4 separate regions of the Danio rerio genome follow, and regions 2, 3 and 4 are each linked to region 1. A link is a contact called in public HiCAR-type, HiChIP or PLAC-seq and Micro-C data. All regions are on one chromosome and are shown on one strand. Each heading gives the region's core, a stretch centred on a gene start, on an enhancer-like site or on the middle of the called end of the contact. The rest is flanking DNA. Distances are from core to core; before and after follow the strand shown.

What was found. Hi-C and Micro-C count contacts between places; a contact is called where the count stands out from the background. HiCAR-type assays count read pairs that join an accessible place to other places. HiChIP or PLAC-seq counts read pairs in DNA pulled down with a chosen protein or histone mark.
Region 2: a contact with region 1 is called in a HiCAR-type map of caudal fin, with 6 times the contacts expected there. The contact joins the promoter of sumo3a here to the promoter of cycsb in region 1. A contact is called at or near these places in 4 of 18 Hi-C or Micro-C datasets (caudal fin, embryo and an unstated tissue) and 2 of 4 datasets of contacts at active chromatin or transcription factors (caudal fin and embryo).
Region 3: a Micro-C map of caudal fin shows a contact between it and region 1, with 3 times the contacts expected there. The contact joins the promoter of sp3b here to the promoter of cycsb in region 1. A contact is called at or near these places in 2 of 18 Hi-C or Micro-C datasets (caudal fin and hematopoietic stem cells).
Region 4: a contact with region 1 is called in an H3K4me3 HiChIP or PLAC-seq map of gastrula embryo, with 2.1 times the contacts expected there. The contact joins the promoter of gpr155b here to the promoter of cycsb in region 1. A contact is called at or near these places in 2 of 18 Hi-C or Micro-C datasets (hematopoietic stem cells and an unstated tissue) and 1 of 4 datasets of contacts at active chromatin or transcription factors (gastrula embryo).

The regions. Positions count from the first base shown.
Region 1 is chr6:11,869,002-11,872,180 of GRCz12tu, forward strand. cycsb (cytochrome c, somatic b) reads right to left here and starts at 1,921. Exons shown (of 3, transcript NM_001002068.1): 1 at 1,847-1,921; 2 at 875-1,049; 3 at 242-798. The coding sequence starts at 1,043. The coding sequence ends at 653. It also overlaps a transcript of nfe2l2b not described here.
Region 2 is chr6:12,030,873-12,034,310 of GRCz12tu, forward strand. sumo3a (small ubiquitin like modifier 3a) reads right to left here and starts at 1,631. Exons shown (of 4, transcript NM_213124.2): 1 at 1,440-1,631; 2 at 375-503; 3 at 103-174. The coding sequence starts at 1,460.
Region 3 is chr6:11,697,197-11,700,559 of GRCz12tu, forward strand. It overlaps sp3b (Sp3b transcription factor), which reads right to left and starts at 1,759. Exons shown (of 7, transcript XM_068221897.1): 1 at 1,109-1,759. The coding sequence starts at 1,390. The region is part of intron 11 of gpr155b (G protein-coupled receptor 155b); the gene reads right to left. ola1 (Obg-like ATPase 1) reads right to left here. Exons shown (of 11, transcript NM_214700.2): 11 at 2,400-3,290. The coding sequence ends at 3,189.
Region 4 is chr6:11,737,630-11,740,832 of GRCz12tu, forward strand. It overlaps gpr155b (G protein-coupled receptor 155b), which reads right to left and starts at 1,496. Exons shown (of 12, transcript XR_012407657.1): 1 at 1,353-1,496. It overlaps wipf1b (WAS/WASL interacting protein family, member 1b), which reads right to left. Exons shown (of 10, transcript XM_073953712.1): 10 at 2,499-3,203.

The DNA of each region.
Region 1 (3,179 bases), core at 671-3,170:
CTCTATGTGGAAATTGTCAAGACTTGCCCTGAAATTACACAGAGGAGCACGAGAGCATACCTGACAATTTTTATACCCTGAGAGTTTAAAGGTCCCAGTACATGGAGTCATCTGCCGGTTTACTACATTAAAACTGAAGGTCAAAGAGTAATACTTTAAAATAAAAAGTGCACTTTATTGTTAGCTGCACAAGCAAGCATCAGAATATGAGAAACTAACAGAATAGACATACATTTGACTATTTTGACCGTTTTATTTGACAGTTCAAATCCATTTGATACAATGTTACCAATAAGCAAACTGATTTCCCAGTCGCTCATTCCAATCCAAATACTTACTAGGTTCAGCACATCTTAATAATTTAACGTACGACAGCTCCTGTGAAACCAGGGGACAGTTTTCATTCCCTCAGCGGAAACACTAGGGACCTGCAGTAACTTTACTCTTCCTTTAACCATACATGGACGAACAAAAAAGAAGAAAATCTTCACTGTTAAAATGGACCGGCTTTAGAAGCATGCCACATGTTATAATGAATAACCCTGGCCACGTGTTCAGTTACACCATATGAATAATAGTTAGTTAAAGACATTCAAATCCAAACTACAAACATTTAATTTAAATATTGCCGTTTCCTCGATCTCCAGCTGAATTATGATGTGGCCGACTTTAAGTATGCAATAAGATCTGCTCTCTCGCCCTTCTTCTTGATCCCGGCAAAGATCATCTTTGTGCCTGGAATGTATTTCTTTGGGTTCTCCAAATATTCCATCAAGGTATCTTCACCCCAGACAATGCCTGTGCAAAATAATAAGATTTGTTAAGCGAGTCCATCTCATCGTAAGAAAATGCGTATTCGCCAAATCAGCCTTACCTTTGCTCTTGTTAGCATCTGTATAGGAAAATCCCTCAGCCTGACCAGTCTTGCGACCGAAAAGACCCCAGAGATTTGGCCCCACTTTATGCTTGCCTCCATTTTCAACGGTGTGGCACTGGGCGCACTTCTGGACGAACACCTTCTTGCCCTTTTCAACGTCACCCATATTTACCTGGAAGTGAAATGAGAGGTGAACACACTGACACTTGAAAGGACATCATTAGAAGGTCATTCAAGGATGGAGCATCCTTTATCAGCTCAGGACACAAAACAAGCCCCAAAACAGCTTATGAGGTTAGACCTTCTCTCGTTATGAAGTAAATAATCTTAGCATTTTATAGATGGAGAAGCACGTTTCTCTGACAACTAATCCTTGGCGATTAGTACCTGTAAACATCTCGGCATCAAAGTGCTCATCCGAGGATAACCTTAAATCGCCTTCATTAAAGAAAGCCTTAATCACTGATGTGTGGCTCATTAGAGATCGCCCTGTGAGAACTAGCTTAAAATGAACAAGCAGCCGGATTAGAGTTTGTGTGACAAATCTCCTTTTAACTCGTCAGAATTGCCTGAGATAAGCAATGTTTATTTCAAAGAATTCAGCTGAAGTCGTAAACCGGCTTCAGATCCACGTTGCGGACGCTAGCAGTTAGCCACATCAGGCTAACCTCCTATTAAACCCACTCATTCTGTTGAGTTACTAAACAGAATGTGTGGGTTTTTATCAAAAACGCACAGTTCTCATATTTTAATATAATTAAAAGTAACACTACTTCATACCAAATCATATAATTCTTCCCTGGCGTTCAGTTGTTCTTGAGGAGTAATGTTACCGGTAAGCTTACGCAACCTTACGCCACCCTTCCAAGGAACCGCTATAAAAATCCTCCATTATGTATAAATTTCACATACATGACACAAAACGCCGAGCAGATCTCAACACTACGTGACAGATTCAAAAAATGTTACCTTTTAGACTGTGTAGGTAATTGTCGTTCTTGATAAGTACTCCTCTCTTGCCGGTCGGCGGACCGATTCTATATCAGGGCGAAAGAGAAAGGTCACTTCATTTTAGAGGCGCGAGCAGGCTCCGGTGTTTGACGTCACAATCATGCGCTGACTAAAGCGGTCACGTGCCTCTTCTTGACGAATCTGCTCACGGCGCAGCAGCTGTTCTGGAGATCCATCTATGGTGTTGTGACAGGCAGCGCTTTGAAAGAGATAATCGCTCTTAGATAAAAGGAGTTCAGAGTCTAGACGGTTTTTGTACATGCAGTAGCTATATAATTGTAGCATATAGTTCATTTTAGAATAAAGGGCACACAAAAAGACGTTTAACCTTGACGCATGCTTTCGAGATTATTTCCTAGGCTACTTTTTTTCTCTCAGGAAACATTTACCTTTATTTTAATTAATTGAATAAGGTGCAAATAATTAACGAGAAACTGAAACATATCAGTGACTATTATAACATCACAAAAGCATATTTTATAAATTACATTTATTTAACATTGAAAGTGTCATGTAGCGGCACGCAAGAACTGGTGTACCTCTTCTGTACACGCGTATGCTCTAATGTGACACTGACGTCGCGTCACATGAGCTTTTGGCAGCGTGTCAGGGATTTTTTATCACGTAGGCTATCCATTCACACGATTCTGGTTCGCGGGAAAATGTGCACGAGAAGTGCTGCTGTGAAGACTCGTTTTTCAGGTTTGTTGTTCATCTGGTGTTTCCCAGTCAATAACACCTGAAGGTAGCAGGTTGACTCATAAACGAAAGGTTATAAATGCTTTACTCTCATGTGACTGACAGGAATGACAAATGGTCTGGACAGATGTACATAACTGTACAGCTTTTCATGAAGATTAGCCTACCTGTTAGCGGTCTCTCAAGGAGAACTGCTTGATGAAGTGCTCCCTTTTCATTTGGAAACACACATATGAACAGGTTTTCTTAAATTCCAACACTAATATGTTTTAAAACTAGACACCAACATTACAAATGGCGCAGATTTAAATTTATTGAAGGTCTATACTGAATCTCCTTCTGACACGTGCCCAAAAAATCATTTGACCTTCTTGTTGCCATTGCAGTCTGTTGTCATTAATTCCTCATTTTGACCTCAAAGTGATTAATAAATCTTCCATAACTGGACCTTTAGATGAAAATGAAACCTAACCGGTTAGAGCCTTGAGGCTACAGAACACATTCAAAAGGGATTTGCCATTGTTGCATGTTACAAACTTCTATAAGGCAACTCTGACCAACAAGTTAAGACTGCACTGAGCCACCTCTAAAT
Region 2 (3,438 bases), core at 381-2,880, 160 kb after region 1:
GAACAAAGGTTGATGCTGAAATATGAGAATATCACAAATAAATAAATGTTTATACATTTTAAAATGGTCCTTTGATGGACAGAGAAAAAAAATAGTACTCACCTGCGCCGGTGTGTCTGTCTCATTAATCGGTTGTCCGTCAAATCTAAATCTAATCTGTCTTATTGACAACCCCTAAAAGAAAAAAAAAGCAATGTTATAAGTCTAAATTTAAGTGTATTACATAATGAAAAGTTGTGAAATTTAAGTTTAATTGATTTGTAAAATAATTTCCACAGCACAGTTCAGGAACCACACTGACAGTAAACTGTATGAACCACATGGACATCCCACACAGCAGTGCTATGGTTAAATTATTTTGATCTGATTCTTACCTGTCTCTCGCAGTACGCTTTCATTAATTTACTGAGTGGCGTGTGCCTTTTAATTTTGAACTGGACGACTGAGCCATCCTGCCCCGCCACCTTCAGATTGATGTGGTCGTTTTCCGTTTTCACTCCCTCCTGAAACAATAACAACACAGAGCATGTTTGAGAAACTTTAACAATTAAACGGTGTAAAATGTACAGATATGTAGCGCATAAAACAATTACATCTGAGATCTATACTGCTATGGAAAATTGTGCTAGGCCCTTGGAACATTTTTAGGAGGGAAAAGACTGAAGAGGAGAACAACCAGGCCTAGTGCATGCTAGTTATAAGAACTAAATGATTTGATGAAAATATAGAACAACGTTAAGTACATCCTGGTTAAGTATTAAAATACCAGCTGTGGTAAAGAATATAAACAAACGATCTTTAAAAAGACATGCAAATACGAGAGAAAATATTAGCCGTCTAGTCAAACATATTGTTGCGGCGCTGTGCGCCATTTTTAAGCATTTGGCGCAGCGAGGTGCAACTCAGAACTCAATAACCGTAAAAGATAGATTAGTCAAATTAAACTTTTGATGTTGAATACGTTTGATTGACGAGGAAAATACACGTCATCCGTTTGTTTACAAACCAAACAATGGACAACCATTGAGTACGACGACGGTTTTATATTTCGTACCGCTCTTCTTGCGGCATTTTCTTACGCCAGTGGCGTAACGTGGCCGGTCAGCGCCACTCCGCTCTCACAAAGAAAAACCCGCAAACGCCGAATTACACCAGGGCAAATGCGCGGTACATACAAATAATGGCTTACTTTGAATGAGCGCCTGCGTAACGCATCGGTTTAACTTAACAGTAACAAGAATATTATCATATAAACCGAAAGCGGATGGCGTTTACAAGAAATGAAGACAATGATTGCGTGCCGACCGCCTTTCTCCCGCATAAATGCGCAATCTGACTATCGCAGCAAGGTTGCACAAAATGAAACTGGAGAACGGCCTCAAGCGGCTCGTTTTGAGCAAAGCTGAACAACACAGTATACTCAAATATTGGATGCTTACCTTAGGCTTGTCTTCGGACATTTTTGCAGGTGTCTGTCTGTATTACGGAAATAGATTAGAACACAAGACGCGCTCTCCACACTGTAGAGCAACACAGCTGCGGACGGGGACGCGCTTTCCTTTACCTACTTTATCAACGATTGGTTGGTTTCTGGTCACGTGATGTCCACGAGAGCGCGCAATACTCCCCATGGATAATCAGGCCTGTGCTTATGTGCAGTTCAGGTTTTAGCATCAAGACTTAAGGAATCAGTTAAATTTAAAAGCACTTATTGCTTTAGGAGGTACAAAATAATAAGATAGTTTTGTTATATTTCCTATTTTGTACACAGTGCTGCTCGGTGTTTTTCTGGTTCCGTTTGTGTTATCTGATGGAGACGAAACTGTCAGGTTTCCTATCCCACATGAAAAAATACTGCAATATGTTACAATAAATAGCATAGTGTTTTATATTTACACTGCATAGTATTGTATGTGCAACTGCATGCTGTAGTATTAACTATCGTAACTGATAAACTAATAGTGTGGTATACTTATATTTTACTACAGTAAACTGTGGTGTTTTGATGTATAATATACATAGTAGTAGGAAAGTTACAGTATTTGAAGATTTGTTTATATAGTTGTTGTACCACAACATCTATATAGTAGAATTACCTAAACAGATTAATTCAAGCATTTAAATACATTTTAATATTATACAAGAACACTCAAGATGAAATTACTAGCTCTGCCTTTAGACGTACAGTATATGTGTGTATGTCTATGATATATGTACTATGTCTGTATTTTGTTAGGACACAGTCAGAGAACACCAGCCAACGCTTACTGATGCAAACATTTGTGTATTTGACATCTGTACTATTGTGTTTATATAATATTCATTGTGTCTCAATACTGGAAAGATGTGCTATAAAAATTATCATCTGCACATTTTTTAAACAACATTCTCATGCATGGAGAAAAAAAACATTATAAAAAAACACAAACACAGACAAACTTGTTTTGTTGGTATAAGTGGTGTAATGTATTTTGTACACTAAAAAACACAACTCTCAGGAAATCTGTGGCAAATTTTGAATATGAAAAGAAATTACCATTAAGTATGTTAAAAAAAATTAGTTTTGAATTATGAATGATGTCCTTATAAATCACCTTAATCCCTAGGCCCACATAGAAATCTGCGCCCATAAAAAGGCAGGAATTTTATTAACAAATCCATTAATCTTCATTAATTTTAGACATTGATATATAGTTTTTTAGGAATTAATTGTGATATTTCAAGTGTATTTAAAGACATGAAATAAAACCTCATTAATTCATTTACCTTAAATAAAAATATAACATTACACTGATTTCATTTTGTGTGTGTGTGTGTGTGTGTGTGTGTCACCCCAAGATTTGGTGTGGTCTCTTCTGGCCACCCCTACGAAAAATTTCTAGGGGCGCCACTGCACACGAGTAGTAGTAGGCCTGCCTTTGTGTTCAACCAGTGATAATATACAGCCACAGCACTGCTACGACGGCAAAATCGTGTATATATATATATATATATATATATATATATATATATATATATATATATATATATATATATATATATAAAATCAAACACGGAGAGACTAAAAGTAAAAACCCTTTTGTATGAGGAACTACTTTCTTCTGCCATTCCTTCACATCTGCTGCTGACATCAGAACAGCAGAAGTTGTTACTAATTCACCAACATCACTTTAGAGGTAGCATTTGAATGATTCTCTAGCGTAATGTCTAAAGGGATTACAAAACAGGAGATTTTTCTGACATTTTAAGATTATATGGCTGAATGGCATTAATCAGTCTATAGAGATACCTCACTACAGTATTACAGTCTACAGTATTTCTCTGTTGCAATTGGGATATCACAATAATTAAACCCAAAAAAGCAGCGCAATCACTACCAGACTGCTGTTGTGTTTGCGATAAGGAAAAACGCTAAACACATTCGGGCATTTCTTCTTC
Region 3 (3,363 bases), core at 509-3,008, 170 kb before region 1:
TTTTTCCAACAAACATTCTTTAAAATTAAAATAAAAAATGAACAAATGTTTTAAGTTTTAGAAACTATAATATAAGCAGAGGTGCAATAGGTAGTGCTGTCGCCTCACAGCAAGAAGGTTGCTGGTTCGAGCCCAGGTTGGGTCAGATGGCGTTTCTGTGTGGAGTTTGCATGTTCCCCCTGCGTTCGTGTAGGTTTCCTCTAGGTGCTCCGGTTTCCCCCACAGTCCAGACATGCAATACAGGTGAATTGGGTAGAGGCTAAATCGTCCGTAGTGTATGAGTGTGTGTGGATACTTCCCAGGGATGGGTTGTAGCTGAAAGGGCATCCGCTGCGTAAAAACGTGCTGGATAAATTGGCGGTTAATTCCGCTGTGGTGACCCCAGATTAATAAAGGGTCTAAGCCGAAAAGAAAATGAATCTATGAACCTATGCACAACAATCTGTCCAGGTCGGTGTCCTCAGCAATAAATACATAAAGCACTTTTAAACAAATGTTATTGTGAGGAAAATAATTAAAGAGTTGAAAATTAACTTTTTGAATAACATTACTGAGATAAATTGTTGGTGATTATATGGGTTTTGGCCAGATTGAGTAGCAATACATGAGCAAAGGAAAATTAAGACCTGTGTAAAAAAGATTTAAGACCAACAGCACAATATTTCAGTAAATGTAAGACTTTTAAAGGCCTAAAATGTGTTTTTTAACATTTAAAACATTTTAAGACCCCGCAGAAACCCGGTATTCACATTCACTCCTTTAACTGTCCCTAAATTGTTTTACATGCTACTCTAAATATTCAGTCTGATTTAGCATGTAAATATGACTTAAAACAACATTAGCACTGTTTAATTGCCTGTGAAGTTAGCAATGTTGTACATTAATAGTTATTGGCTGCTAATATGATTTTCCCCTTTATAATCTGCTAATAATACTTTTCTGAAATTATATTATTCAGGAGAAATTCTCAATGTGTGAATATAAAACCCACTTAACACCTCAATCACTGCTATCTGTAAATGCCCAGTGGGCGTGGAGAGGTGGGAAGACAGTCGAATAAATCGTGCAAAAAACTAAATAAATGTCTAAAATATAAAACAACACTTACCAGAAGCTGCTGACTGGGTAAAAATCGAGGAGCTGGTGTGACTGTAGTTGACAATACGTCTTGTTTTAGGATAAGGCGACCGCCATAACCGGAGTTGACAAGTCCAATATTGACATAGCATTCGGGTTTAAAATGCAAGCTACATGCATACTTCCCAAACGTGGACGCATTTAACCTCAAGCCAACCGCCTGCAAGCACAGTCGAGCTCTGACACGGTCACTAGGGAAAGCGTGCAGTGTCTTTGTGTAATTGCAGTGAGGGTACAGACAGACTTGACCCATACCTCTGGGTGGCAACAACGCCGATGTTTGAAAGGCCGCCGCCACCTCTCATGTGGAGATTCTCCGAGACTCTGATTATGTGAAATGCCTTTGTACAAATCACAATTCAATGATATGAAGTACTGTAATTCTCTTATCGTTCGCTATAATGAAACAGGTCACCATTTCTCTCTCATAATAAAGATGACGCATGCTGTCATTGCCTTAGATTTTATGCATTACCTGCATGTCACGCAAATATATCGATTTACGTGTTGTTCTCACAGAATCGACTTTTCATATATGACATATTCGCAAATAATATACATCTGAAAATGACTCGCGGAGTACACTGGACGGCACTGTTGCACTAATGCTTCACGGCACAATGTTTTGGCGCACTCAGGTTACGTCATTATCCTGCGTCATTCTAAATAATCCATACAAACAAATATTATGATATCGCATTGGAATTCAAAGAAAAGATGTTTTATTTTATATGAGAATACAGTCGAGTTTTTTGGAATATTTTTAATTTGCTCATTATATATGGAACATTTTTTATTCATAAATGTAAATGGTCGGTGAAAAAAAACTAATTTTACTCACTTTAAAATAGAAACAGGTCATTACCAATGCACGATAAAAGAAACAAGAAACAAAGCAAAAAGAACTGTTAATTATTTTAAAGGCTTAAATTTAGTTTTTTGTTAAATATATAATGTTGTGTTCTAAACTGGCAGTAAAAATAAAAACAAATAAATAAACATTATGAAACGCATTGTTTTTCGCTTGCACAATTTCACCATCACATATCCAAATATTGATGAAATACCTGTTTTTGTTTTAAAAAATAATTTGAACAAACTCCTTGATTATGATTCTGAGAAAGATTTTCTTTAGTAAAATAAAACAGTAAGAAAACAGTTTGATTTTAGCAAAACATACCCGACATTTTGTATTTTGCCACCATTAAGCTGATATTCTGTAATATTCAGGCTTTTCATAAACATGCACACTGTGACATAAATGTATATTATACGCTCACCGCCCACTTTATTAAGTACACCTGTTCAACAGCTCAATGCAAAAATCTAATCAGCCAATCACATGGCAGCAACTCATTTACACATTTCCTAAACTGAATACAAATTAACTTGCTATTTTCGTGAATAACCCTTTTAATTCAGCTCCAAGCATTTCACATTGGGTGTTTTTGCTGGACTCTTGTGGTGAAAAAAATAATCTAGCATGAAATGTCTTGATTCTGGGCATTAGATGGCCTCAGCTCTATATGAAGAAAATGAACAAGCTACTTTTGTTATACCTGGTTTTAAAACTCTCATTACCACATACTTGAAAGTAGAAGGCTAAATATGGATAATTTCACAGAAAACAACCTATATTTAAATCACACGAGTGTAATAATATTTCATTCAGTGTTTTTCATAATTTTATGATAGTCAAATTTAACTGAGTGACACTTTTGTTACTGTATTACCTTAATTACCTTCTTTTTTCTGGTCAAATGATCCGATTTCCCAAATTAGGATTAACAAACAACCAATATCACAAAAAAGAGAATCAGGAAAGGAACTTTTAACAGAAAACACTTTGTTCAGAGTAAGTGTTTTATTAGAATAAACTGCTGTGTGACATGCAGCTTGTGTAAGCAGACCGGACATTATATTTACTTCAGCCATTAGCCAAAATAATCAAATAAAAAATTAACTTATCCTCCAGGTATGATTGAGTTTTGAATGTTCCAAAGCCTTAAATGAAGTGGTGCCGCAGATCCATCGGTCATCACACAATGGCTTCACTTCTTCTTGGGCTGATTAGGTGTGTTGAATTTGAAGAAGATGATGTCTCCATCTTCCACAATGTAGTTTCGGCCCTGCTGTCGGTATTTCCCTGCAGCCTGCAAACATTTCACAACATCATCAGTTCAGCATTCATCAGTTAACAATCCATACCAGTTTCTCCCGGTCTTA
Region 4 (3,203 bases), core at 246-2,745, 130 kb before region 1:
TCTTGGATCAGAAGCAACTTTGAACCCTCACACAGCGGAAATGTGTACTGTGGTCAGATGAATCAGTATTTCAGGTATTTTGGGTAGAAATAGATGCTGTGTGCTCCAGACCAAAAAAGAAAAGGATCATCCAGACTGTTACCAGCAACAAGTCTAAAAGAAAGGGGTTTAGTATGATATGGGGTTGTGTCAGTACCCTTAGCAAAGGTAACTTGCACTTGTTATTGCACCATTAATGGTGGAAAGTACATCGAGATTTTGCAGAGACTTCTTTTGCAGAGACGCCCATGCATTTTTCAACAAGACAATGCAAAACCATATTCTGTACTCGTTACAAAATGTCCAGGCTGCAAATGTAGAGACAGGTGACTGGCCTGCCTGCAGTCCCGACCTGTCTCCAATAGAGAATGTGTGGCGCATTTTCAAGTGCAAAATGCAACAACGAAGACCTCATACTGTTGCCTACCTTAAGACGTGTTTGCAAAATTACACCTGAAATATTTCATCACTTGGTGTCTTCAGCCCCTAAATGTCTTTTAATTGTTGTGAAAGTAATGCCAACATTACAAAGTAGTAAATGCTTTACTGTTCCAGCTTTTTTTTGTGTTGCAAGAACCAAAATTAGAATATGTGTTTATTAAAAAACATTACGAGGAACACATTAAATAATGTGCTGTTTTATACAGAAATCACAACTTTCTTTTTATTTGCGTTTTTCATACTGTCTCGACTTTTTCTGATTTAGGGTTATAATTGCACTAGATATTTATTTTATTGTGCAAAAAAAATCATGTTATATTATAATGAAATTAAACGAATTCACTGTATTAAAATTTTACATAACATGTACTAAATAAACTGTAACCCAAGTATAACAAGTCATATAAATGGCTAATATTAAATCAATATTTTATATTGATTAATAAAAATAATAAACACAGAAAACTGTTCCCACTTGTATTACCCAAACCATGGATCCTAAAATTCCAATTAAATGACAACTATTAATTAAACATAGTTTTACTATAGTTAATTGTGGATATTGCTGTTAATAATGACCACAACAATAACACATCAACAATCATTTAAATTACGATAACAACAAATCGTTGATTTTAATTTTAATTAAATGAAAAATAAATTTGGATACTGGCGAATTGTAGTCTATAATAATAACAACAACAATAATAACATGTATACAACATCAAAACCGTTAAAGTTTATTCAGAAATAGACATAAATGTTATTTCTTATAAACAAGGCCATTGAGTACACATCAAAATAGCTACATTTGGCAGGAATATCTCGCAAAAGAAAATACATGATAAAAATAGCGACTGTTGAAGACGTACCGTGCGTTCAGGTGTCGAGATGATCGATACATGGATTGTATATAATGTCATTAAAGAAAAACACAGTAGAAACATCCATGCTTACACTCTGCTCACAGCATCACGAGCGCTTCAGCACTCCGTTACTTTCAATGTCAAATCACTGAATGACTGACGCGAGATTCCGCCTATGTTGTCGAAAAGCCCCGCCTTAGTTCATCTGATCATGGCGCTGATTGGCGGAAATGTAGGAACTATGCCGAAATAGATGGAACACTTGCATTCGATTGGCTACAGTCACGCGCGCTAGTGGATGGGCGTCATATTGCCGCTAATATTAGTACTGAGGGAATCTTCTGGGGCCTTGTTTACCTGGTAATTCTTATTTTAAATGAAGTACGTTTCATTATCATTTATTTCAGCATTTCTGGAAAAAAAGTGCACTGAAATCAAACAACAACAAAACATACAAAGAACATTGTGGGCAGTTTGCATACTGAAAACAGCTTCACAACATCCGAAACACATAGAAACGAGCATTAAATAAAATGAAATACAAACACCAGCTTTGCTTGCATGTTTATTTAGGAAACAGCACATTTGGCACACTTGAATAGTTCTTTTTGTATTACTGTATACTAAAATACAAATTAAACAACATAACGTTGTATGAACTGAAATTGTAGCCATATAAGGGCACAAAGTGAACATATTAACGTACCATATTAGCCTATAGGGATTGTTCGTTATTGTCACCCTCCAATGTTTTTTTTTTCACAAAAGAAGATATTTTGAAGAATGTTGAGCAACAGTAATCACTGACATGCATAGTAGTTAATGACAATTGGTTTCAAAAACATTTTTTAAAGCTTCTTTTTCAAAAGCAGAAAGAAAATCAAAGAGGTTTGTAGGAGAACTGAGAGTAAATGACATTTTAATATTAGTACTGAGGGAATCTTCTAGGGCATTGTTTACCTGGTATTTCTTGTTTGAATGAAGTGTGTTTCATTTTCTTAATTTATTTCAGAATTTCTGAAAAAAAAGTGCACTGAAATCAAACAACAACAAAACATACAAAGAACATTTGTGTGCAGTCAGCATACTGAAAACAGCTTCACAACAAATGAAACGCATAGAAATGAGCGTTAAATAAAATGAAATACAAAATCCAGCTTTGCTTGCATGTTTATTTAGAAAACAGCACATTTGGCACACAAGAATAGCTCTTTTTTGTATTACTGTATAGTAAAAAATACAAATTAAACAACATAACGTTGTATGAACTAAAATTGTAGCTATATTAAGGCACAAAGTGAACATTACCGTACCATGTTAGCCTATAGGGATTGTTCACGCAATAATGAATATTCTGGTATTATTTCCTCACCCTCAAATGTTTTTTTTTTTTCACAAAAGAAGATATTTTGAAGAATGTTGAGCAACAGTAATCACTGACATTCATTAAAAAAAAAAAAGAAATGCTATGGAGTAATGGATACTGGTTTAAAAAACATTTTTAAAGCTTTTTTTCAAGAGAACTTGAAAACCAGTAACCACTGACATTAATAGAAAACATACTATGGAAGTCAATGACTACTGCTTTCAAACATTTTTAAAGCTTCTTTTTCAAGAGAAGAAATAAAATCAAAGAGACGGGCAAGTAAATGACAGAATTTTCATTTCTGGGTGAACCATCGCAAGCTTTTGATCATACCGCAATATCTTTGCAAGCACAACATAATAAATCATGCCTTAGTTTTAATAATAATGTTGGTGCCACATATTGTGTCTTTTTTGGCTGTGCTTCTCTCTTGTTTAAGTGATTTTTTAATGTTTCTTTAAAGGCCATTCCCATGTAAACAAACAAAAGGC